7 separate regions of the Sus scrofa genome follow, and all the other regions are linked to region 1. The links are chromatin contacts, called in public Hi-C and HiChIP or PLAC-seq maps. All regions are on one chromosome and are shown on one strand. The core of a region is the stretch at or near the end of the contact, and the rest is flanking DNA. Distances in the headings are between cores, read along the strand shown. Region 1 holds the start of SOX4 (transcription factor SOX-4). Region 2 overlaps LOC106504342 (a long non-coding RNA gene). Region 3 overlaps CDKAL1 (threonylcarbamoyladenosine tRNA methylthiotransferase). Region 4 overlaps CDKAL1 (threonylcarbamoyladenosine tRNA methylthiotransferase). Region 5 overlaps CDKAL1 (threonylcarbamoyladenosine tRNA methylthiotransferase). Region 6 overlaps CDKAL1 (threonylcarbamoyladenosine tRNA methylthiotransferase). Region 7 overlaps CDKAL1 (threonylcarbamoyladenosine tRNA methylthiotransferase).

Region 1 (3,263 bases), core at 257-2,756:
GCCGCGCACACGCCCTGCTCTGCCCTCTTGATCGGGCAGCTGCCGGCTCAGTGGAACCGGGGAGGGAGTGCCCAGCCGGTGTACGAATGCCGCATGCCAGCCGGAGCGTGGGTTCCAGACGCACAGCGCGCACGGAACATTTAGGCGTCCAAAGCGAAGGCGCGGGGGAAGCCAGGGGGCCGAGTGGCTGTCAGTTCCGGTCAGGGACGGAACTGGGCACCATAGCCAGGGGCCCAGCTGGCCCTGTGGAGAGGGGAAATGTAGAAGCCGAGCACCCGGGAAACCACCCCCCGGCTAGAGGCGGCCAGTTGCAACTTCAAAGGAGGGCTAGGAGCTGGCGAGGGCGCGGGGGCGTGTGTGTGTGTGTGTGTGTGTGTGTGTGTGTTCAGCTTCTTCCCCGGTCGTAAACCTAAACGGAAGACGGGTGTTAAAGTACTGCTGACAGGATCGCCTGAAACATGTTTACAGTAGGAAAGACTTTCCTCCAAAAAGCACAGCCTGAGTCGATTCCAATTTATTTCCTCCCTGTAACCATAATCGCAAGGCCAGTCTCAGCCGGCGCGGCGGAACGCGGCTGAGCACCATTAATCCCCGCCGAATCCTCTCCGAGCTCAGGGCAGGAAGAGCGCCGAGCCTGCGCCACCGAGTCGCTGCGCTCGGTCAGGCGTCTGGCTGAGACCATCTTTCCAGGAGGAGGGGTATCCGTTGCCAGTCCTTAAGTAAAGCGCGCCTCCTTTGCAGCGGCTCTCGGAGAGAGACTTCTAACTACTTGCAGCTTCAGCAAGATACGGACACGGTAATTGATAACTGCCCGGTTCACTTACTAGACCCAAACCGGAGCTAGCCTTGGCGTCTCCAGTGTCTGGGAGCTTTGACAAGTGAACAGGAGGCCAAAACTGTTCGTTGCCCCAAACTCGATTTATGATTTAAAAAAAAATCATCAAGATTCATCGACACACTCTATAACCTCTGATCATTTAAACTGCTACCTAAACACGTTGGAAGAGTGTGGGATGATAAGGGTTCGGGAGAGGTGGAAGGGGGAGAAGAAAGAAGTCTGACAGTCTCCACGTTTTCCCACGTCTCCATGCGAGTGCAGGGAGGCTCAGCGCTGCCACCTGGCGGCGGCTTCTCCCCGGATTGGGAGCCGGCTGGTGGCAGAGCAAACCCAGGCTCCCAGTGGGTGTGCCCTGCTCCTGCCTCGCGAAATGGGGCAGACAGAAGCTTGTATTTATGCTTCAAATCTCCGTGGCCCAGTGGAAACACCCGTTTTCTTCTTGTTCTCATGAGGATACTGAAAGGAAAGGAAAAATGAGTTGGCGCTGGTATGAAGTGCATACATAAACCTACCAGGTGCCAGTCACTGATTAGGAAGGGGTAGAAAATGGTAAAAAGTTATTAGAAATGCAGGGTTTTTATCTTTCAGTTCATTCTAATAGTAAAAATCATTCATGGACTTCATTTTACCCCCAGACCCTATTTTGATATTTTGCAAATAAGAATTACTTCCATACATTAATTTTCAACATGCCCCCCAACCCAAAGGAAAGTCCAGTTCTAGTACAACTTCATCAGCCCCCCCAAAATGGAGTGCAAATTACGTTTGCCTACCGGATTGAGAAGAAAAGGAGCTTTGGATGGAGGGTTCTTTGCCATAAAGTATGGAACCAAAAAGCCTGAGGCCTTTTAGTTGGCAAAGGCCAAGGACATCAAATTTCTCAGGCTTCTTCCCTATCTACTAAAGTAACAAAGACAAGTATTTCTTTTCTCTTTATTTTCTTTGAACTGAATACTTGTTAGGTCAGAACAGCGCCTACAATCATAGTTTCTATAACCAAGGCCAGGCAAAATCTTGCAAATCAGTGCAAATCCAAGAGATCTGTTAAACTAATTTCCCTTCAGATTTTTTTTCCCCTCACTATGCTATAGGAATATATTAAGCAGTGGGATACAATCTTATTTCTATCTATACCCCATACCATTTTATGGATTGATATTTTATGTTGTACAGGTGTGCGGAGCAGAATAAAAGAACTAGCAGATATTATATTACATCTCAAATAGTTTCATTATTAGTTTAATAAATGAAACAAGATTAAAAATATTTACATTAATTCAAAATTTGGAATGTATAGCATCATTGCTAATAAAAACAATTACTCTATTATTCTAAAACAGGAATTTTTTTTTGCAAAATTATCTTGGTTTACTGTTAATGTGGCTTAAAGAGTAGCATTAAGAATTACTTCATGTACTGCAAAGCCAGCAGAGGGAACACTGAGTACTGATTTAGTAGGGGCCACCAAGTATCTGGTATTTGGGGAAAAAAAAATGTCAGTAATGGAAAATTGGTTACAAAGCATGTGAAGTTAGGTAGTGAGAACACAGAAATCTTTTCTCATTACTTGCTATTCAGAGGCCTAATACATTCCAGTGTGCACATACTCAGTTGGTGAGAAAAATGACTTTAGTAAAAGGCCATTTGTCACATGTTTTGTTACATTTTAAGAGGACTACTAACACATAAGAACAAACCTATTTCAGCAGTCTGTGCATTCATGTATACCCTAAAACTCTTATAAAGTCAATGGAAATTACTAACAATGTATTTCTTTAATTCTAAGAACTTTTTCATTTTTAACTTCTCAGATGTCTTACAACCATGGGGGTATCAGTGTCATTGGCAGTTGTTCTCTCTTAAGGACATATAACAATAGTATGTCTTGAAGACATTACTTAGATTTGTTGAAATATGGGAAATACAGCTAACAATATAAATAGGCCAGTGGCTATTTTTTTTTTTTAGTACACACTTTAAAAAGATCTGTGTGCTTTAAACATAAACAAAACTACTCTGCTTTAACTTCACTTTTCCCTGATAATATTCACTGCTAGAAACATAAACAGCTTGGGAAATATAATCAATTATATTGATACTCACCTTGACTGAATTATCACAAACTAGCTACACCCTCAAATCCTTAGTTGGTACAAGTCCCCAAATAAACATGGTGTTTATTCTTTTTTTTTATTCTTGTGGAAATATTGATTTTATAAATAATAGACCTCTTAGAGTAATTTTTATGTCAGACTGATAACATGTACGGGTGTGTTGTGGTATGCATACCAAAGAAAATGAAAAGCATGATAACACACCCAATTTTGTTATATGCAAAAGAAGTGCCTGCGGGTTTTTAATTTGTTTGTTTGTTTTTAAGATTTGTTTCTCCTTCTAAAAGAAAAAGCATATAACTTGGGTAACT
Region 2 (3,263 bases), core at 309-2,808, 980 kb after region 1:
ATGGTATGTTCCAATGAAGACACATCTCCATGGCAGTATGCCTGTAAGGATGGCTGCAGGCTGCGTAAGACAGGAGTTGGGAACAGAAGAGGGAGAACCTTTGGAGTGAAATGCAGTGTTGGAACGAGCATCATCATGGGTCACATCTTAACCTCCCTCCCCACCCCACCCATCCCCAACATGACCTAAGTCTTTGAAGAAAGAGGTAAAGTCTTTGAAATATTTAAAAATCAATGATTGAGAGCAAACCACTAGGTAAATGATAGGTAATATAGTGCCCTTCTCCCCAAACCCACAAGGCAGTTCCAATTTTGACTCCAGTCCCTATTGGAGTGGTTCTAGAAGGCCATCTGGAAATACTTTCTCATTCCTATTTACTCACTTTCAACAGATAGTGTTGAATATGTCAATATGTGAACTTTTCACATTCACTGAATGTGAATTGTTATGTGAGAAGATAGAAGTTAAAGTAGACAGATAGGGAGTTCCCGTCGTGGCGCAGTGGTTAACGAATCCGACCAGGAACCATGAGGTTGCAGGTTCAGTCCCTGGCCTTGCTCAGTGGGTTAACGATCTGGCATTGCTGTGAGCTGTGGTGTAGGTTGCAGATGTGGCTCGGATCCTGCATTTCTGTGGCTCTGGCGTAGGCCTGTGGGCCTGTGGCTACAGCTCCGATTGGACTCCTAGCCTGGGAACTTCCATATGCCTCGGGAGTGGCCCAAGAAATAGCAGCCTTAGAAAAGACAAAAGCCTTAGAAAAGACAAAAAAAAAAAAAAAAAAAAGTAAAGTAGAAAGACAAGCAGTGATCAGATAATGAAAAGCTTGCTTTTTTTTCCCCCTAAAGTCTTGGTATTTATCTTGGAAGACCTTAAAAAAAAAAAAAAAAAGAAAAGCAAACAAAAACAAAACACAAAGAGAAATCTTTGAAGGGCTTTAAAAAGGGAAAATAAATAATTGCATTTAAGTGCAATAAATAGACAACATTCGCTTTTCTTTTGCTTTACGTGATTGGTTTAAGGCCATGTTTCCCAAATTTATCTGACCCTTAGAATCATCTGAGACCTTTTGAAAATTCCAAAGCCCAGGCCACATCCCAAACCAACTAAATCACAATCTCTAGGAGTACATGTTGGGAAACATAGAAGTAAAGGGTAGGGGTAAATATTATTTATAGCAGATTAATTTACTTGAAATGGCTTGGGCCATTTTATTTATTATTTTACATGTTTTTCATGACTTTTTACTTCCTCATATTTAAGTCATGGAGAATGGCATGATGAAACAGTGCCAGGACCTCTCACCAAAATAGAAATCTATTCAGCGGTGTAATTGCAAAGGCACTTTGCATCTTGCTAGTAGAAATAGGAGCTTGGGTTGAGGCAGGAAAGATGATTTTCCAGACACTATCTTTGAGTCCGTAAATTTCCCTTTATTTCTCCCACAGACTCATGCCCCCATAGTAATATTTTCAATATAACACCACATACTTACACATTATTTGTGCTTAGAGAGTACATAGTATTTATTTTTTACCATGTTGTAGTGATACGTCTGAGCAGGCATGACCACACAAGTCAGTTATAGGTACACTCTGTCCTTGATGTTCAATTCAGGTAGGGACCACTTAACACACAAAAGGGCTTTCCCATTATATCCTGGATCATACCTTTTTCTCCTACTCTGGATACAAAGCAGAGCTTTTTCTCTTGATCTTCCTTACTTGTTGAGGCGGAAGATTTTTTTTTTTTTTTAAAGTACAAAATGCTATTTAGTTAAGACACAAACATACCCACATGTACCCCAAATTGTGCCCCGCTTCCAGATTTGGTAAATGTAATGCGTGGCTAGAAATCTGAATTTTATGGAATTCCTGCCATGGTGCAGTAGGTTAAGAATCCAAATGCGTGGCTTGAGTGGCTGCTGAGGTGCTGGTTCGATCCCTGGCCTGGTGCAGTGGGTTAAAGGATTCAGCATTTCTGCAGCTGTGACGGAGTTTGCAATGCAGCTCAGACTCAGTCCCTGGCCCAGGAACTTCCATATGCCACAGGTATGGCCGTAAAATTAAAAAAAAAAAAAAAAAAAAGTTTGAATTTTAAACAAGTGCTCTAATACTTCTGATATTATTGGTCTGCTCTCACTCTTAGAAACCCTGATTTTGGCACTTGAGATGCAAAGATAAATAAGGAGGAATAGAACTGCCTAGAAAGTATTTTTGGCCCAAACAGTTTTTTGTGGCTTCTGTATATATCATAGACATTGTTCTGAACTGGAATGATTTTTCTCCTGCCAAAAGGCCTAAGAAAAATGTCCAAGTAGAGCTCTCTTCCATCTTTGAAGTAGGCTTTTCCCTTTTTTCCTAGCTTTTCATGGCATGCTTGCTTTTCTCTCACCATCCATACTGTACTTGTTGGAGTTCTGGATTCTCCTCATTCCTTAGCTTTGCATCCTGCCCTTAATCTAATTTTTATTTCATTTCATTTATGTATTTAATTTAAGTATTACTTTCATGCTCAGCCATTTAGAGGTTCTACCTGGCCAGACCAGCCAATATGGCACTAGTACCAGGTGAGCCTCCCTGGCATCTTGATCTATTTGGTAGTCATTTTGCTGCTCAGGTAGGAGTTCACCATGGAATGAATGTTGAACTAGAAACACTGGGATCCAGTCTTGCTTCAACATTTAGCAACAGAATGATCTTGAACAAATTCCCCTTCTAAAGTGTGTCTTCCTCTTCGGAGAAAGTTGGAGAAACTTCTATCTGTTCTGCCAGCTTAATGAAGTGATCGTGAAAAGAAGTGAAACTGCTGTATGTCAAAATCATTTGTCAATCCTGAAAGCCTCAAAAATGGTGAAAGCTGTGGTTCTGAAAATTTAGCTTTCATCAGACTCCCCTGGAGGGCTATTCAAGCACACCTGGCTGAAACCCACCCCCAGGTTTTGTAATACAGCAGGTTTGGAGTAGGGCCTGGGAATTTGCCTTTCTAGATGGTTCTAAGAGATATTGACATGGATGTTTCTGGCCCCAGGATCACACTTTGAGAACACTGGTCTAAGGCATCACTATAAAATGGTCTAATTTCTCCATTTGCCTATGTTCTCTGTGCTTCCCAGTGGATCTCAACACTCGAGGTTCTATTAGTGAAGTTAAAGTGTTCTAAACGTAATTTGAAAATTGACTGGGAGTGTGGGTCTTCACAAAGCACCTACTATATGGGAATTAGAAGCAGAAAAAAACAATTAAATAAACAAATGTCACATGAGA
Region 3 (3,263 bases), core at 370-2,869, 950 kb before region 1:
TACATTAATTAAAGTCATTTCCTTGTTGAACATAAATAAAACATCATCTTGATTTTTGTGTTCTTAAATCTCTAGTTGAATTCAATAGAAGCATCACCAGTTATCTTAGTGCAGGGCTTTTAACTTGCCTCTAGAAATGTTCCTCTGTAATCCAGCCTTCTTGCTTCTTTGCCATCATCAACACAGTTATTTACATGTGCATAGTATCTTAGAGTTTATAAAATTCATGTCTGTTCCTAGTTTTTTTTTTTTTTTTTCTTTTTTTAGGGCCACAATTGAGGTATATGGAGGTTCCCAGGCTAGGGACTGAATTGGAGCTACAGTTGCTGGCCTATGCCACCGCCACAGCAATGCCAGATCCGAGCCATGTCTGTGACCTACAACATAGCTTCTGGCAATGCTGGATCTGTAACCCACTGAGCAAGGCCAGGGATTGAACCTGTGTCCTCATGGATACTAGTCAGACTTGTTTCTGCTGAGCTACTACGGGAACTCACGTTGCTAATTTTGTATAGCTTTGAGATCAACAAAGGGCAAAGACTTTGTTAACCTAGCCTTTGAAAGAGTTATTTAAAAATATCCTGATATTTAGGTTTCTGACTTAAAGTATATATATCAGTAACTAGTATGTACAGTGAGGGGTTTAGTTGTGTGCTGAAGAGAACATTTTGTTAATGTAAGGCAGAGTTTCCTTGCAGAAATTCTTTATTCTTTAGCCAAAGATGATGCTTTTATCTGAAGGTTTTGAAGTCCATCTGGAATTACAGCGAAAATAAATTCTATTGTGATTGTTTGCAGAGGTCTGCAGTGCAAAGGGTGACCATGAGCTTGTAGATAATAGTTGAATCTTAGCATTATTCTGAAGCTCAGAAGTTAAACATAGAAAGGGTTATATAAAGGTAAACAGAGCCTTTCATACACTCAAATAGGAAGTATATTTGTTGATCTGTAAAATGTACTCAGGTGGGCATTTCCAATTAATTTTAGACATTTTTAAAATATATTTCCTATATCCTGGAAAACTATAGTCTATGATTATATTTAAAAATGCTTTCTTCTCAGTGATTTACTTTCACTTTCCCTCCCTGGTTATTGTGGTAATGTTAGGTTGTTTGCACGAACTAGTAAGAACATCCTTCATAAGTCTTAATATGTTTCTGATTACTTTTTAGCTGCTATTGTATCACCTATAAGGTTGAGAATTTTATAGAAAGCTGGCCTTTTATGAGGAGCTGATGGCCCAGGGGTAGTAGATTTGATGCTTTTTCAGGGTGTAACTTCCAGCAAGATAACCATTTGTGTCAGGGATGACAGTTGTTACTGGATCACAGAGCCGTATCTTTCCATGAAGTCTCTCCAACAAACTCTAACTTTCAAGGATAAACGTCCTAAAGAGGTTTGGTAGCTTCCCTCCCTTTTATCCGCCCAGACAGAAACAGGACAACACGCAACGTGAGGATTTGGGCATAGAACATAACTTGGAGATACTAAATATAAAATGAGACTTCTAGGCACATTATTTGTATAATAAACAATGGGGGCTGAAGCAGTCAAACTGGACGGTTTCCTTTTCATCAGACCTTCTGTTTTAGGTGGATGACATTTTGGAATCTTCTCCTTGGGGAGTTCTGGAATGGCTAGCCTGCGCCAGGAAAAACCATTTTGTGATCTCAGAAGGAACTGAGTAAAGATTTGCTCTGCAGCTATCTCTCTCTTTTACCGAGGAAAATTGACGGGGAAGGATGACAGGGTAAAAGATGCATTGGTTGAAGTTGTGGAAGATAAGCAGCTGTTTCAGGGGATTAAAGTATGATTTTTTTAAAGTGGAAATTGCAGAGAACAGATTTGATTTCCTAAATGAAACCAAAGACTGAAATGAAAGTCAGGGTAAGAATTAATTAGGGTATGTGTAGTAATGAAAGACTCCATCATTTAGAAGGATGTGGACACATATAATTGAGAAACCATTTTCATAATTGGGTCTTAAAAATGCTTCTATTTGGGGGGCTATTGATATATATAATTAATTGCCATATGTTATGCATAACTTTCTGGAAAACTCTCAGTGTTGCCTTTGTGGCGTCAGGAATGAGTAGACTTTGTAGAAGTATGGTAACATTATTATATCACCTGAAAATGGATGGAGCTGAATATATACATTTCTTAAAGTGTTGTAAAGATACTGCATATCTTAATTGGCATATTGTGATGAATGCTTTTCCTATAAGTTTTTTTTTTAAATTTTAAGCAACTCATTTTTTTGTTGCTAAACTAATGTTTTTGTTTTAAAAAAATTTAAGCAATTTAAATTACTGAAGTATAATTTAGATTATATTAACCCTTAAAATTCACCCATTTTTCCTATGCAATCTTGTAAGGAGTTGTCCTTATTTTACTTTATTTTATTTTTGTCTTTTTGTCTTTTTAGGGCCACACCCGAGGCATAGAGGAGTTCCCAGGCTAGAGGTCGAATTGGAGCTGTAGCTGCCAGCCTATGCCACAGCCACAGCAATGCGGGATCCAGCTGCATCTATGACTTACACCACAGCTCACCACAACACCGGATCCCTAACCCACTGAGCAAGGCCAGGAATCAAACCTGCGTCCTCATGGATGCTCTTGGTTACTGCTGAGCCACAATGGGAACTCCATGTTCTTATTTTAAAATGAGTCCTAGGTGACTAGAAATGGAGGAGAATTGCTTGTTATTACATAAGGAATTCTATTATTCTTTATAGCAACTGAATGGTTTTCTCTATTCAAGTTCCTAATATTTAAATTCTCTATGCTAAAATTTTTGTTTACATTTTGCGATGCTTTAGTGAAATGAAACATCTCAAAAATGGTGAAACGAAATTTTTGAAAAGGGTGTTGGGATTCTTCTTACTGTGATACAGGATGCAGGCTGATTTTTCTGATCTCCACGTTCAGTTTTTTTTTTTTTTTTCTTCTTTAGAAAGAACATGGGAATATTTAGTTTTTAATTTTCCGTCTCAACAGAAATTTCCTCTTCTCATGATATAAGGCATAAAACTACACGTTTCAACCAACAGCCTACTAAGTGGTGCTGGTTTTGATTTTGTACTAATTGTGCGTTATCCGTACAAGTAGAGTAACATTAGCTTTGTTGTTTTTTAAATCCTGAGCAATGCTTTTCCTTATGTTTGAGAGTAGAATTGCATGTTTGTTTAGAATCTTTCCCTTTTACAGAGAGAAAGAAAAAAATCTCGTTCACTCTTGTTAATTCTAAAGTATTTTGGCTC
Region 4 (3,263 bases), core at 265-2,764, 940 kb before region 1:
AGTTTTTAGATTTTTTTTTTTTCCTAGCTATTAATTTGTCTCTGAGTTGAATCCTCCAAAATCGTCCTGTTCCTTTTTCAATTGCAACAAGGTCATGGTGCTTCATGAGGAACAAGCCAGCCATTTCCATGGCAACATATTCTATCAAAACATCACAAATCTGTCTTGCCCCTTACCTTTCAACTCTCAAGTGCAGAAAGAAGGAGGTGTGTAAGCAGTGTCATTATTCTTACAGTGTATTGGATTACATGAAGGCTGGAGGAAAGTCAGTTAAAAAAATTAAGCTCAAAAGTACCTAAATGCACTTAGCTATGTATATGTAGTGTGTGTATGATTTATTTTGAATTAAGCAGTTGTTTTAGGATGGAAAAATGAAGATTCCAAAAAATTGCTGTGAAGATTGATCATTTAGTGTCTAAGAGAACAGTAAAAGAAAAACAAGTATCTGAGTTATACTCGTAAGCATATCGCACAGTCACTCCAGTCAATTAAAGTCTACCTTTACTTAAAGGCTCTAGCACATTCCCATCAGTCATTTTGGCTTAAGGCAGTGTTACTTCATCATGAGAGTGGCACCTCGAACTTCTAAGTGTGTCCAGAATTTTCTCATGTTTTTTTTTTTTTTTTTCTGTTAGGAGGAACTGGTGAGATAATGTAATCATCACTTGTTAATGGAAGGGGAGGACAGTGGGTATTGCATCATTATTGAAGATTTTATAGCCTTTGATAGCAGGTATTAGGGAGTACAGGACATCCTTTTTTTTTTAATAAATCAAAAAATTTAAAATGTATTTTAGGAGCTCCCACTGTGGCACCAAGGGGATCAGCGGCATCTTGGGAACCCTGGGACGTAGGTTTGATCCCCGGCCTGGCACTGTGGGTTAGGAATCTGGTGTTGCTGCCCCTGCTGCTTAGGTTGCCACTCTGCCTAGGATCTGATCCCTGGCCTGAGAGCTCCATATGCCATGGGGCAGCCAAAACAAACAAACAAACAAACAAACAAATATCTGTGTGTGTGTGTGTATGTATGGATATGTGTGTATATATACAAAATATGTATATATTTATTTATTTATTTCTTGGCCAGACATTTTTGCAAAATTCCCAGTTTGTCATTGTGACCCATGAAGATGGTAAATGGGGTAAGGCTTGGTGCTTGCTCTTTGCCCATGTCCCCTGTCACATGCCCCATGCTGCATCTTTGCTAGCCCTTCCTATAGAGTGTCCCCCCTTCCTCCGGAGGTTTGGCTCACCTGACTCACCCCTCCTGTTCGGTGGCAGGCACTTTCTTTTCTCTGGAGGAATGAGCCATGGAGCAAGTGTTCAGTAAACATTTGCTGAGAGAATAGAGATCGGAATGAATGGAGTTTGTTGTTTGGTATAAGCTGTTTTCTCTCTATGGGAAAGGTATATACTCCCATATTTTTTTCGCTGTGGATATGTAAAATGAAGCTGGAATATGTTCTCCACGCCCCTGGTGCCTTTCCAGGCCTTTGCACACAGCCAATCACAAGAGAACTCCTAAGCCCACCTCTTTTCCTCCTTTACTTTCACTTCTGACTAGCCAACCGTGGCAACTGTCTTGTGGGAGAAAGTTTTCAGAGTTTACAAGAATTACTTGTGAATTACTTGCATTACAGTGTTTTATTATGAAATAACAGAGAAAAAGACTAAAAGAAGAAGATACAGGACAGCCATAGCCTCCCTACTGAGATGTAGACATAAAACATTACTGGTACAGCTGAAGCTCCCTGACATACGGAGTGGAGATTAGATGGGAGTCTATTTTTCATTCTCCCTTTCTGCCTGTTTACTCCAGAAAAGATCCAGCCTTCAAAGGAAATCGTCTCCTCCTCTGTGCTTTCCTAGAACCACCCCAGGCCTGTGAACCTGCCAGTGTATTATTATAACCATCTGTTCAGATGTCTGTCACCTCTGCCAGGCTGTGCTTCATCTTTGTGTTCCCAGCACCGTGCACAATGCCTGGGATGGAATAGGTGCTCAGTAAGTGCTTGTTGCATAAATGGGTGAATGAATGAATAGGTACAATTCTTTTCTAACAAATACCATTTGAATGTAGGATTCTGTTTAGCAAAACTATTTCCTTGTCCAGCCCATAGTTACAGGGCCTTGCTGTTCTGATTTGAGCAAATTGAATTAAACATAAAATCTTGTAGAACAGATGCACTTACAAGTCTCTGCTCACGCAGCTGCTGGTCTGTTTAATAAAAACATTGCTGTTTTGCTTGAGTATTCATAGCTTTTTCTTTTTGTTAACTCTGTTAGTATCGTGGTGTAAGCAGAGACCACAGACTCTGAGATGAGTGGAAGAATGAGCCAGTGATCAGAACTGAGGGAGACAGTAGGAGATGGGTGAGGTAGATGTAAATAGGAGTTGTCTTGAATAAAAAGAATAAATATATATATTTGTCCTCCTTGGACCATATAACTCTTGTAAGTTTTAGATCCCAAATTTCTCAGGCAGTTATTATTCATCTTCCCTACCCTAAGTCACCTAGGTATATAACATCTCTACTTTGTATTATTAAGAGTAAATGCAGAGGTATTTGCTATTTATTTATTTATTTATTTATTTTCGGCTGCCCCTCGGCATGTGGAGTTCCTAGGTCAGGGATCAGATCTGAGCCGTAGCTGCAACCTAAGCTGCAGCTGTGGCAATGCCAGACCCATTAACCCACTGTGCCAGGCCAAGGATTGAACCTGTGTCCTAGTGCTCCCAAGATGCTGCCGACCCCATTGTGCCGTAGTGAGAGCTTCAGTATTTTCTTTAAGTTAAGAATTCAGGTATGATTTATATTCAGTAAAATGTTCAGATCTTAAGTGTTCAGTTCAGTGAATGTTGTCCTATTTTGTACAGCTGTGTGCCACCTCCCAAAGAAGACGGAGGAGACTTCCATCACCTCGGCAGAGTTTGTTGTGCCTCTTTCCACTCTGGCCTTCCTTTCTCTTCCCCTCTGTAGCAGCCAGTTTCTTTCTTTCCTTTTTTTTTTTTTTTTTTTTAAGGGCTGCACCCGTGGCATATGGAGGTTCCCCAGGCTAGGGTCCACTTGGAGCTGCAGCTGCTGGCCTACGCTAGAGCCACAGCAACGCCAGGTCCGAGCCGTGTCTGCGGTCTGTGCCACAGCTCATGGCAGCGCTGGATCCTTAACCCGTTGAGCGAGGCCAGGGATCACACTGAGTCCTCATGGATGCTAGTTGGGTTTGGTAACCACTGAGCCACAACAGGAATTCTGTAGCAGCCA
Region 5 (3,263 bases), core at 499-2,998, 660 kb before region 1:
TTTTTGTTGTTGCTGTTGTCTTTTCAGGGCTGCACCTGTGGCATATGGCGGTTCCCCAGGCTAGGGGTCGAATTGGAGCTATAGCTGCTGATCTACACCACAGCCACAGCAACTCGGGATCCAAGCCTCATCTGTGACCTGCACCGCAGTTCACGGCAATTCCGGATCCTCAACCAGGGATTGAACCTGCCTCCTCATGGATCCTACAGATTCATTTCCGCTGAGCCTTGACGGGAGCCCCTTCTTGGAAAGAATTTGAATGTTGAAGTCAGACTGTCATTTTTTTTAGGTGTGTGATCTTGTCGAATCAGTGGCTTAAGCCTCTTTTACAGTTACCTCATCTGTGAAAGAGGAATGATGTTTATCTGGAGGAATTGTCAGGACAATTCTTGTACCTTGGAAAGCCACCTCAGTCTGACATTGTTTTTATAGGCCTCAAGACAGGTAAATAAAGGGAGAAAATCAATAATGGCTCGTGTTTGGTCACTCTGCCTTTCTGAGGGACTAAGGCCTCCACAGGTGATCTGATTTCCTGCACCTTGTTAAGCTCTGTGATACAACGAGTAGTAAGCACGGAGCAGATGTGAAGGTTTAGCATTTACTCTACATAGTAATGTACCCGAATGATACTATATTTATTTCACAGATATGATATTGCTTTTATGCTTAGTAGGCATTTATTATTTTTTTCCCTTGGTATATTGTTATCAAAAGGGCAGATGTTTCGTAAAAGCCCGCTTGCTTCAGAATTGAAATGTTTTGGTGTCCTTCGTCCTTATATTTTCAGTATCGTGGTGCAAAACTCAATATATCCTGATTCTATAAATAGTAACAGATTTAGAATTCAGATTACACACTTTGTTTTCTTTATATTGAAGAGGACAGTCCATTTGAGTGTTTTGCTTTAGCACCTTTAAGTAATGAAAAGAATTAGTTAAGATTGACTGTTCCCAGTATGAAACACACACACACACACACACACTTCTCTGTATATATTCCTCTTACCTCTTTATGTCAGTCTTCTTACAAATTAGTCTTCTAGATATTATAAACTTAAATGCTAGCCAGAACCAGCTAAAAGTCAATATACGTATTTGATCAACACATTTATTTAGTGTATAGCATCCTGGGTGTGGGGACATCTAGCTGTGGCAGTTATAATTCCTGCCTCATATACCTGACATGCTAAAGGGATTGGAGGAGAGATGGTTGGACTGCTGTAAATATAGGAGAATAAATAAGCATTTATATTGTTTTCTGATCATTGCTGTGACAGGGAAGACTTGGGTGGTCAGAGGAGCTTTCCTGTAGCCATTGGTGCAAAATATGCAACACTTCACCAAAAATATGTTTGTAACAGCAGTTCAGACTCAGGGAGGTGAAAACTCTTCCCTCGTTTGATGAGCATAGTGGTTCTGACCCTGACAGATGTGTGCATCTCACATACAAACCTGTGCAGTCTGAGACCTCAACAGTTTAAGGAATTTCTAGTGACATATAGTGAAAGTATCCTGGGAGTTTTCAGATCTTTCTTTGTCTATAATTTCTGTCCTGTTCCCACCATGACAGAGTTTGCAAGTGTCCTCTGGGGCTGAGCAGGACTGAGATGTACGAATCTGGCCGTCATACAGGCCTGCCTGAGCTTACTGCCCTGGGGCAGAGACCTGTGTCATTGATTTACTAGTGACTCACCATGTCTTACTCTGGCTGACCCTGGCTCTGCTTCCTCAGCTGGAGTTCAGTGTGAACTCAGAGAACGTGTTTGCGACCTGAAATTGGTTCTGTGTGCATTTCTCACTGTTACTCATCCACGCGTGACTCATGGCTTGGCTCCCATTTTAAACGTGTGCATTGGGGTCACTCTTAATTGAGCCTTCTCTCAGAAGCAGAATCTCCTACTTACCCTGTGTTGACTCAACCCTCGAATGTTTGAAGTGTCTGTATTTGGCTTTTTATGGTTATAATCCCAGCGCCTTGGCCTGGAAATTTAGGCCACTTGTGATCTCTATTTCCAGCCTTAGACATAACCACCCCGCTTCCTGCTGCTCCTGTCAAACTCACCTACTTACACTTTTTCCCACATGTGTTTTAAGCTTTCCCACCAAGATGATGCATCTTTGCTGACCTGGTTTCCTTCCTTCCTTCAGACTGAACTCAAAATTGCCATCTTGGTTTTGGAATTAGAGGTGATTTCTCCTACTGGAAATAATTTCTCCCTACTGGAGACTATCTTGTAGTTGATAATATTTTACTTTCTCCACTTTGTATTGTGGTTATTTATACTGTGTCTTGTCACCCCTGCTGGAGTATGTTTTCATCCGTTTCCCCTGTACTATCTCATACATAGAGGTTTGAAGTAAAGGTTTGCTAGTGAAAAGGAGTGGGGACCCAAACTTGAGCTGGCATCAAGAACAGTGAGCTTGACCGTCCTTACGGTTACCTAGTAAGCTTCCCCCTATTCTTCTGCAGACTCTGATCTCCAGCAGCCCTTTGTATGCCACCCTACCTGCCCGTGTGCCAACGCATAGCAGCTTTACCCTCTTGTCTTGCACTCCTTCAATTGTTGAATAAGTCAGCACATCTCTAAAGCCAGCCGTAACAACCCCATGTTTTTATTTTTATGTATTTTTTTATTTTTTTAAGGCTGCATCCTTGGCATATGGAGTTCCCAGGCTAGGAGTCGAATCAGAGCTACAGCTGCCAGCCTACACCACAGCCATAGCAACCTGGGATCCGAGCCACATCTGCGACCTGTGCCACAGCTCACGGCAGTGCCAGATCCTTAACCCACTGAGCGGGACCAGGGATGGAACCCACATCCTCATGGATGCTAGTCGGAGTTGTTTCCAGTGAGCCACGACGGGAACTCCATAACCCTATGTTTTTAAATAAATCTCTCCCATCAGAGGCTGTTCCAGTACCAAGAGGACAGAGAAGTATCTACACAGTCTTAAGATATTCAGGTGGACTCTCTTCCCATTTTTGTGGACCCTGAAAGCTGCTGGTGCCACTGACAAAGTCAGGCTCCCTAAAAGGGGCAGAGAACACTTTGGTAGCAGGAGGAAGCAGCGGCAAGAATCTCCATTTGGTTTTGAAGTATTGATACTTCCTGATTAGGAGGAACAGACTACCCCTCTTAGGTTTAAAATGGCTCATATGTGCTTTAAAAAGCGCTCAATAAATAATATTTCCTGCCTGTTATGTACAAGGTCCTTGAACAGTTTTGATGCCATTTAATGTTTAAAACAACTTTTTTTCAGTAA
Region 6 (3,263 bases), core at 199-2,698, 590 kb before region 1:
TCGACCCTAGCCTGAGAACCTCCATATGTCACAGATGTGGCCCTAAAAAGACAAAAAAATAAAAAACAAAAATAAATAAAATAAGTCTCAGGCATTTTGGTTTTTACTTAACCCTTTGACCTGGCACTTGAAAAAGTGTGACTCTGTGAAAATCAGATATACTCAGAGCTGTAGCAGTCTTGCTATGTTTGTAGTAAATGTAAGACATCCATCATGAAGACCAGGAGATGTGCTAGATATATGGTGGGTAGGAAGAGGAGTAAGCCTTGCCAACATACAGCTGATGGGATTCCCACGGTGACACAATAGGATCAGCGGCGTCTCTGGAGCATGGGGACGCAGGTTTGATCCCCAGCCCTGCACAACGGGTTAAGGACCTATTGTTGCCACAGCCGCAGTGTAGGTTGCAAACTGCAGCTCAGATCTAATCCCAGGAACTATATATGCAGCATGACAGCCAAAAAAGAAAAAAAAAAAAATGCAGCTGATAACATTCCAATTTCTTTGGATTAAAAAAATCAGAGATCAAGCAAAAATAGCTATAGTCAGAGAAGTTCAAGTGAGGAGTAAATAAAAGGAGGAAAAATAATGTATTGGCTCTGAGATGAGTAGCCTAATACCTTTTGGAATAAATTCAGCACTTTAATTGCAAGATAGCAGAAACTAATGTTGCATTTATAGCAAACCCTTATGCTCAGCACCAAAGTAGTGCCAGAGTTGTTGACCTCCAAATAGATGCTCCGGAAGAGCTGCTGAAAATCAACAGAAGATGCTAAACTTAGCTGTTCACCTTACCTGGAAAAACACCAGGTATTTAATTCACAGGTTATGGTTAGAGTGATTGTCATAACATTACCTTGTTAAAATTCTTGCTTTAAGATAGCTATAGTGTTGGCCTTGTCATGTCTGTCTCAGGACCTGTCCTACTCTGTAGTGGCTCAATGAATGAATAAATAAAAGAATGAATAAAGGAAGAGCCTTCTTCATAAAATAAAACTGCAGAGTCCACTCTATTAATGTGAACTTCGAGGTCTTCACATTCTGGCCAGAGGAGGCAGCACAAGATCACAAAGAAAATGTGCTTCAAGGTGGAGAGTTTGTCCCAGAGAAAACCACCGCTCCTCTGCCCTTGATCAGCAGGGAGTCACCCTGTCCTGTTGTGCCACACCAGGGAGAAAGCAATCCCGAGGAAACGGAACCCAGTAACAGAGCAGCAAGGCTGCGCAAGAGTAAAAGACCCGAGCACCTGGAAGCGCTCTCCACGTCCTCCTTTGTCCCTTTTGCAAGACTTGGGCACGTGGGTGGTTCTTCTCTCCTCCTCTGAGTGGGAGAGCCTGGAGCTCACCGGGTTCCACTAACACCTCCTTCTGTAACAGGAAGGGCATCATCTGAGCTGCACAGGCATCACTGGCTTCCAAGTGTGAAAATGGGCCTTAGGGAAGGAAGCCAAGCCAGGGAGCCTCAGCCCCCACCCTCCAATGCATTGTATTTCTCCATCTTCCTTGCACGAAGCCTAGACCACTGCAGAAATTATTTAGCTAAAGTGTGGAAGAGAGTTCATCAATAAGGAACAAAGAAAACACGAGAAAATCTGAAAATAAGGGAAATGAACAACACCAGTGAGTGACAGGTGATGATTTTTTTTCTAACTGTAGGGCTAGATGGAAGCCACCTTTGAATAACTACTCTGATGCTCAAATACCCTTACAATGAGGGTTCCCAGCAAATTGTCTTCATGGGACCCAGCCTTCTTGTGTTTCTGGAAGGTACTTCACACTACAAACTGTAATTATAGAGCACTTCACCAGGCTGTTTTTCTTCTTCTTCATTTTGTTCACTTCACAATCATCTGACTCTTGAGATTTCTTTCTTAAACTCTTTTATTACTTTTTTTTTTTTTCCTTTAGTTCAGCAGTTTAAAGGGGAGATCATTTAAAGGAAAATACCAAAGTTTCTATCATTATTTGAATGTGTGGTATGGAAAATAGGCCTACTGGAAGTACATTTTATTAAATCTTAAGAACAAAAGATGCATATTACACTTAAGATGCACATTAAGCTTTTTATGGAGAGTCTAACATTATGTGTGGCACTTTAAATAGTAGATATCGAGTAAATGTGTGATGCATAAAAGGAAGGGAGGGAATTCCTTGGGCCTCGTGGTTAAGGATCCCGCATTGTCACTGCTGTAGCTCAGGCCACTGCTCTGGTGTGGGTTGATTCCTGGCCCACGAACTTCCACATGCCTCTGGTATAGCCAAAAAATTAAAAAATAAAAGAAGGGGAAGGAAAATTCTTAATCATCAACAAGCATGCAAGTTAGTCATCTGATTGGAACATCTACAACCCCTATATTTAACTTGTCACTGCCTCTTAAAAAAAGAGCGATTCATTTTAAATGATGACATAACTGACAAGGATAATCTCAAATATATATTTACATATATGTGTGTGTGTGTATATATATATATATATATATATATGTATATATATATATATATGTTTATATATGGAAAACACCCTGGAATTGAAGAAACATAATTATAAGCTTATGTAAAACTTATTAAATTTGGATATGAGTCAGAAAGAATAGATGAAACTATTTTACCTCATCTCAAGTCTGTGATGCATCTTCATTACTAATAGGATAAAGATAAGATCCTGTGATGTGCGGAGTCCTGAACATGGTTTCTCCATTGTGTCCCTGTTCCCTCTTCCTTTTCCTGCCTTTATGATGCCTCCTGTATAGCCTGTATTTTTTAAACTATTTTATATTCTTGCTATTTTTACTTTCACTTTTTCTCATCTCATAACTTACTACATGATGACAGTTGGTAGTATTGAGTTAATCAGATATACTAATATTTGCTACTAGATATATTGACTAATATATTGCCCCTATTGTGGCAAATAAGAGATACATTCCCCTTGTGTTTGCTTTTCTATTGATACTGCTAAGAAAGTAACATTGGCATATTCCTCTGTAATGAACTGTGACCTTCTAGGTGGAGCCACTTGTGAATTTGATTACTCTTAAAACTACATTGCTTGCTTAGTTTTACCCTCTGAGTTGTAGGTAGCCCACAGCTAAGGTATTAATTCAGCCTGAACATAACACACCTAAACCCATCAAGGCATGATGTGGGTAGTGACAGTGATTCAGCGACTACTGACACCTGGGCACCCGAAAACACTGATAACGTTTTTCAAGACTGCATTATAATAATCATAGTAATAGCAGTATAGTTTCTCAGGTGCTTTTA
Region 7 (3,263 bases), core at 237-2,736, 530 kb before region 1:
CATGGCTCAGCAGTTAACAAACCTGACCAGCATCCCTAAGGATGCAGGTTCGATTCCCTGGCCTCGCTCAGTGGGTTAAGGATCCAGCATTGCCATGAGCTTTGGTGTAGGTTGCAGACACGGTTCGGATCCCGAGTTGCTGTGGCTGTGGTGTAGGCCAGCGGCTACAGCTCCTATTTCATCCCTTGCCTGGGAACTTCTATATGCTGTTGGTGCAGCCCTGAAAAAAAAAAAAAAAAAAAAAGGTCAGACTAAAAAATGTTAAGTTGGGTGTATTGGGGATAGCCCTACATCTTCAACTAATTTTGGCTGTTTTGACAGAAAGGGACTCTAGCAAATTCATGGGTATTATGATGTTAAAAAAAAAAAAAAAAAGCCAAAGAAAAAAGATGCTAAACTTAAGTATGTTGTGAACCTAGCCACTTTGGTAGAGATATTCACTTGCAGTGCTGTCATAATTTTATTCTTAGCAAGAACTTTTGTACAGGAATAGTCAGATCAAAATATGGGAGCATACCCATAGGGTCAGATAAACTAGATTTAAGTCCTGACTGTCTTTGTAATATTGACCAAATTACTTAACCTCTTTGACCTTGGTTTTCTTATCAGTAAAATGAAGATAAGTCCTTTTCTTTAAGGTTGTGAGACTTAAGATAATGTGCACTAAGATAGACTTAAGACAGTTCTTGGTATTCACTCATTAAATGACTGCTGATGCTTTTTCTAATAATAATAAAAGCAGCACAACAGAACAGTCATCCAATGATACCTAACAAAATAACAAAAGAAGTACAACCACAGCAGAAGAGTCATGAAGTGATACCTAAAAAATAAAAACAGTTGATACAGTCTATGTAGAAGCCAATGCACGTGACCAGTGCAATCTAAGATACACAGAAAATCAGTACAGAAGAAGAAAAATACATTGAAAATATTTTTGTTTTTACTTCTATAAATTTTTAGAAAATGTCCCTCTGTGTTGAAAGTGTAGTTGGCAGACGTTGTCCAAAAGGTTGAGAAAACAGGGTGAATATGCAACAGCTACATGTTAATTAAAGTCTACTAATGTCTCCAAGAACGATTCTGTCAATTGGGGTCTTTTTTTTTTGGACCAGAGTTCTCATCACCCTTTCAAGACCTTTCTTCCTTTCTTCACTCTGCACTCTGTTTCAACCCCCAGTAGCACTAGTCTCTAAACCTTTCTTTCCTCTTCATTGTAAACCTTTGCTTTCCTGGAACACTTAAGAGTCCTTGTCACTGGTAGTTAATTTTGTATGTTGTCAATCCTGTTGAAGTGTTGTTGGTTGATATTGCCTGGAAACTTCTTTCCTAAATAAAATTTGCATTTGGCTGGGTCTTTCCTTACTTAAACAAGGAGAAATAACAGAGAATAGGTTAGGAACTCTGCAGAACCTATATGCAAGATATTTTTGTTCAGAAGGAAATTTCAGCACCTGCTGCCCCTGAGCAGAAGCTGTATGCTTTTTTATAATGGACCCACCCATTTTAGAAAAGCTGCTAGTACATGGAGTAGTACAGACTCCCAGTACTGCCTCCCCCTTTTCAGCCCCCCAGATACAGAATTTAGTTGCATTTAAAGCAGAATTAGCTCTCTCATCTTTGGGTGGTATAAAACATTATCTTATCCCATTATTTGTTTCAAAATAAATACATAAAATATTGTCGTGAGTAGTTCCACAGGTTTGTGTCTAGCCGGGGAATGCATTCTGAGCAGTATTCAGAGGGGGTCAATTATCTGCCAGACTCTCATGGCCTGGCTGCTGCCCAGAGTCCTGGGAGATATAATCAGTTTCAGTTAATCCCAAACAATGGATTGTGGCGGGAACTCGGGTAAGTGGCGGGTGGACTGCACCCCGTCTGTTGATTTAAGTTGTCAAGAGAGCTTGACTCATGCTTAGACCTGACACCAGTTTGGGTCAGCTGACTGCTCTGAAAACCATTACCAGTAAACGAGGCTTCTTTTGTGTGTGAGGAGGGAGAGGATGACCTTTGTGGTCGTTTTACCCCTCCTTCTGCTCACTGCAGCCTCCACAGCCCAGCTGTGAGGCTCTTTCCATGACTTGTGATCTGCTCATACCACTCATGCCCATCCCTGGTTATCCAGCCTCATGGCTGAGGGAGATGCCAGTATATTGTGTGCATCACACTCTTGTTGGTGATGTTTAATAAAAATGCACTAGTATTCACTTTATCATATGCCACATCTCTACTGCATTTCATGATTTTCATAGGGAGTCTTATCTGTCCGATATATATTTTAGGCCGGGGCAGGGCAGGAATTACATTGCATCAGCGTTAATCATTCTTGTTACCTTTTGATTAGATCACTCGGGATAAATACTGGTTGAGAGAATGATGTCAGGTTGAAAGCATGAGGATAAATACGGTCAGAACATTAGCACTTTGTTTAATGTGATTTTTTTAAAAAGTTTGAAGATAAATGAGTCTTATTTTGTCATTCTATTTTTTTCTACCATGAGCCTTTGAAAGTAAATCATAGCAATTTGAACTTGAGAAACACACACAAATGGAAACTTCTTCTTCCTTTGATACCAGTTTAAACTTATTTACTCTGAGTTGATTTAAAGCCCGTATATAGGGGGTCCTTTTGTGGCTCAGTGAGTTAAGGACCTGACATTGTCTCTGTGAGGATGCCAGTTCCATCCCTGGCCTCACTCAGTGGGTTAAGGATCCAGTGTTGCCTTGAGCTACGGCATAGGTCGCAGATACAGCTCCAATTAGATGCCTCCCTGGGAACGCAGGTGTGGCCATTTAAAAAAAAAAACAAACAAAAAGCCCATATATAGGTATGTTTGTTGCAGTAGGTCTGACTAAAGGGCACCATCATATAATGGCGAGGTGCTGTGAGGAACTGAACCCCAGAGGGTGACCCAGGGTGGCCATAAGCTCACACCCTCCTGTTAGCACCAGTTAGTCTCAGGAAACCTTGAGGGCCACACTTTGATATGGATCATCTTTCCCGTTCTTTCTGTAAATTAGTTTTGGAAAGCCAGAAAGCTTCAGCTCTTCAAGTACATAAGATGTATGATTTTCTCTTTCCATACCTTTATCAAGCTTTGTACCCTGTCTCTTTCCTGTTACACTTTTGAAGGTATCTGCATCATTTAAATGATTAGCTTCTCAATCATAAATGATTCCATTTTCTAATGACTAGAATTTTGTCTTCTGGAGAATGTCTGTGACAGATTTCCGTGGTTTTTATTCTACTTTCTAATTTCGTT

What was found. A called contact is a pair of places that touch in the nucleus more often than the background predicts. HiChIP or PLAC-seq counts read pairs in DNA pulled down with a chosen protein or histone mark.
Region 2: a Hi-C map of fetal skeletal muscle shows a contact between it and region 1, with 4 times the contacts expected there. The contact joins the enhancer-like site here to the promoter of SOX4 in region 1. A contact is called at or near these places in 13 of 47 Hi-C or Micro-C datasets (brain, embryonic fibroblasts, epiblast stem cells and 9 more) and 1 of 2 datasets of contacts at active chromatin or transcription factors (skeletal muscle).
Region 3: a Hi-C map of skeletal muscle shows a contact between it and region 1, with 14 times the contacts expected there. The contact joins the enhancer-like site here to the promoter of SOX4 in region 1. A contact is called at or near these places in 1 of 5 promoter capture datasets (liver), 28 of 47 Hi-C or Micro-C datasets (adipocytes, alveolar macrophages, blood and 15 more) and 2 of 2 datasets of contacts at active chromatin or transcription factors (alveolar macrophages and skeletal muscle).
Region 4: a contact with region 1 is called in a Hi-C map of omental adipose tissue, with 4 times the contacts expected there. The contact joins the enhancer-like site here to the promoter of SOX4 in region 1. A contact is called at or near these places in 5 of 47 Hi-C or Micro-C datasets (embryonic fibroblasts, mesenchymal stem cells, omental adipose tissue and 2 more) and 1 of 2 datasets of contacts at active chromatin or transcription factors (skeletal muscle).
Region 5: a contact with region 1 is called in a Hi-C map of embryonic fibroblasts, with 7 times the contacts expected there. The contact joins the enhancer-like site here to the promoter of SOX4 in region 1. A contact is called at or near these places in 14 of 47 Hi-C or Micro-C datasets (alveolar macrophages, embryonic fibroblasts, epiblast stem cells and 9 more) and 1 of 2 datasets of contacts at active chromatin or transcription factors (skeletal muscle).
Region 6: a contact with region 1 is called in an H3K27ac HiChIP or PLAC-seq map of skeletal muscle, with 16 times the contacts expected there. The contact joins the enhancer-like site here to the promoter of SOX4 in region 1. A contact is called at or near these places in 13 of 47 Hi-C or Micro-C datasets (brain, embryonic fibroblasts, epiblast stem cells and 6 more) and 1 of 2 datasets of contacts at active chromatin or transcription factors (skeletal muscle).
Region 7: a contact with region 1 is called in a Hi-C map of embryonic fibroblasts, with 6 times the contacts expected there. The contact joins the enhancer-like site here to the promoter of SOX4 in region 1. A contact is called at or near these places in 6 of 47 Hi-C or Micro-C datasets (embryonic fibroblasts, fetal heart ventricle, fetal skeletal muscle and 2 more) and 1 of 2 datasets of contacts at active chromatin or transcription factors (skeletal muscle).

What each region holds. Positions count from the first base shown.
Region 1 is chr7:16,885,328-16,888,590 of Sscrofa11.1, forward strand. SOX4 (transcription factor SOX-4) reads left to right here and starts at 1,507. Exons shown (of 1, transcript XM_013977467.2): 1 at 1,507-3,263.
Region 2 is chr7:17,869,368-17,872,630 of Sscrofa11.1, forward strand. All of the region lies in intron 2 of LOC106504342 (a long non-coding RNA gene), which reads left to right. Among named protein-coding and RNA genes, the nearest start is that of HDGFL1, 180 kb to the left of the region's middle. Within about 2 kb of position 1,559, at least 2 of the 83 cell types and tissues checked have an H3K27ac peak or open chromatin away from gene starts, as enhancers often do. A contact at or near this core is called in fetal skeletal muscle, where this site is marked.
Region 3 is chr7:15,930,457-15,933,719 of Sscrofa11.1, forward strand. All of the region lies in intron 4 of CDKAL1 (threonylcarbamoyladenosine tRNA methylthiotransferase), which reads left to right. Among named protein-coding and RNA genes, the nearest start is that of CDKAL1, 21 kb to the left of the region's middle. Within about 2 kb of position 1,620, at least 17 of the 83 cell types and tissues checked have an H3K27ac peak or open chromatin away from gene starts, as enhancers often do. A contact at or near this core is called in mesenteric adipose tissue, omental adipose tissue, skeletal muscle and 1 more, where this site is marked.
Region 4 is chr7:15,949,262-15,952,524 of Sscrofa11.1, forward strand. The region is part of intron 4 of CDKAL1 (threonylcarbamoyladenosine tRNA methylthiotransferase); the gene reads left to right. Among named protein-coding and RNA genes, the nearest start is that of CDKAL1, 40 kb to the left of the region's middle. Within about 2 kb of position 1,515, at least 42 of the 83 cell types and tissues checked have an H3K27ac peak or open chromatin away from gene starts, as enhancers often do. A contact at or near this core is called in omental adipose tissue, retroperitoneal adipose tissue, skeletal muscle and 1 more, where this site is marked.
Region 5 is chr7:16,224,278-16,227,540 of Sscrofa11.1, forward strand. The region is part of intron 9 of CDKAL1 (threonylcarbamoyladenosine tRNA methylthiotransferase); the gene reads left to right. Among named protein-coding and RNA genes, the nearest start is that of CDKAL1, 320 kb to the left of the region's middle. Within about 2 kb of position 1,749, at least 19 of the 83 cell types and tissues checked have an H3K27ac peak or open chromatin away from gene starts, as enhancers often do. A contact at or near this core is called in embryonic fibroblasts and fetal liver, where this site is marked.
Region 6 is chr7:16,299,278-16,302,540 of Sscrofa11.1, forward strand. All of the region lies in intron 10 of CDKAL1 (threonylcarbamoyladenosine tRNA methylthiotransferase), which reads left to right. Among named protein-coding and RNA genes, the nearest start is that of CDKAL1, 390 kb to the left of the region's middle. Within about 2 kb of position 1,449, at least 2 of the 83 cell types and tissues checked have an H3K27ac peak or open chromatin away from gene starts, as enhancers often do.
Region 7 is chr7:16,360,260-16,363,522 of Sscrofa11.1, forward strand. All of the region lies in intron 11 of CDKAL1 (threonylcarbamoyladenosine tRNA methylthiotransferase), which reads left to right. Among named protein-coding and RNA genes, the nearest start is that of CDKAL1, 450 kb to the left of the region's middle. Within about 2 kb of position 1,487, at least 14 of the 83 cell types and tissues checked have an H3K27ac peak or open chromatin away from gene starts, as enhancers often do.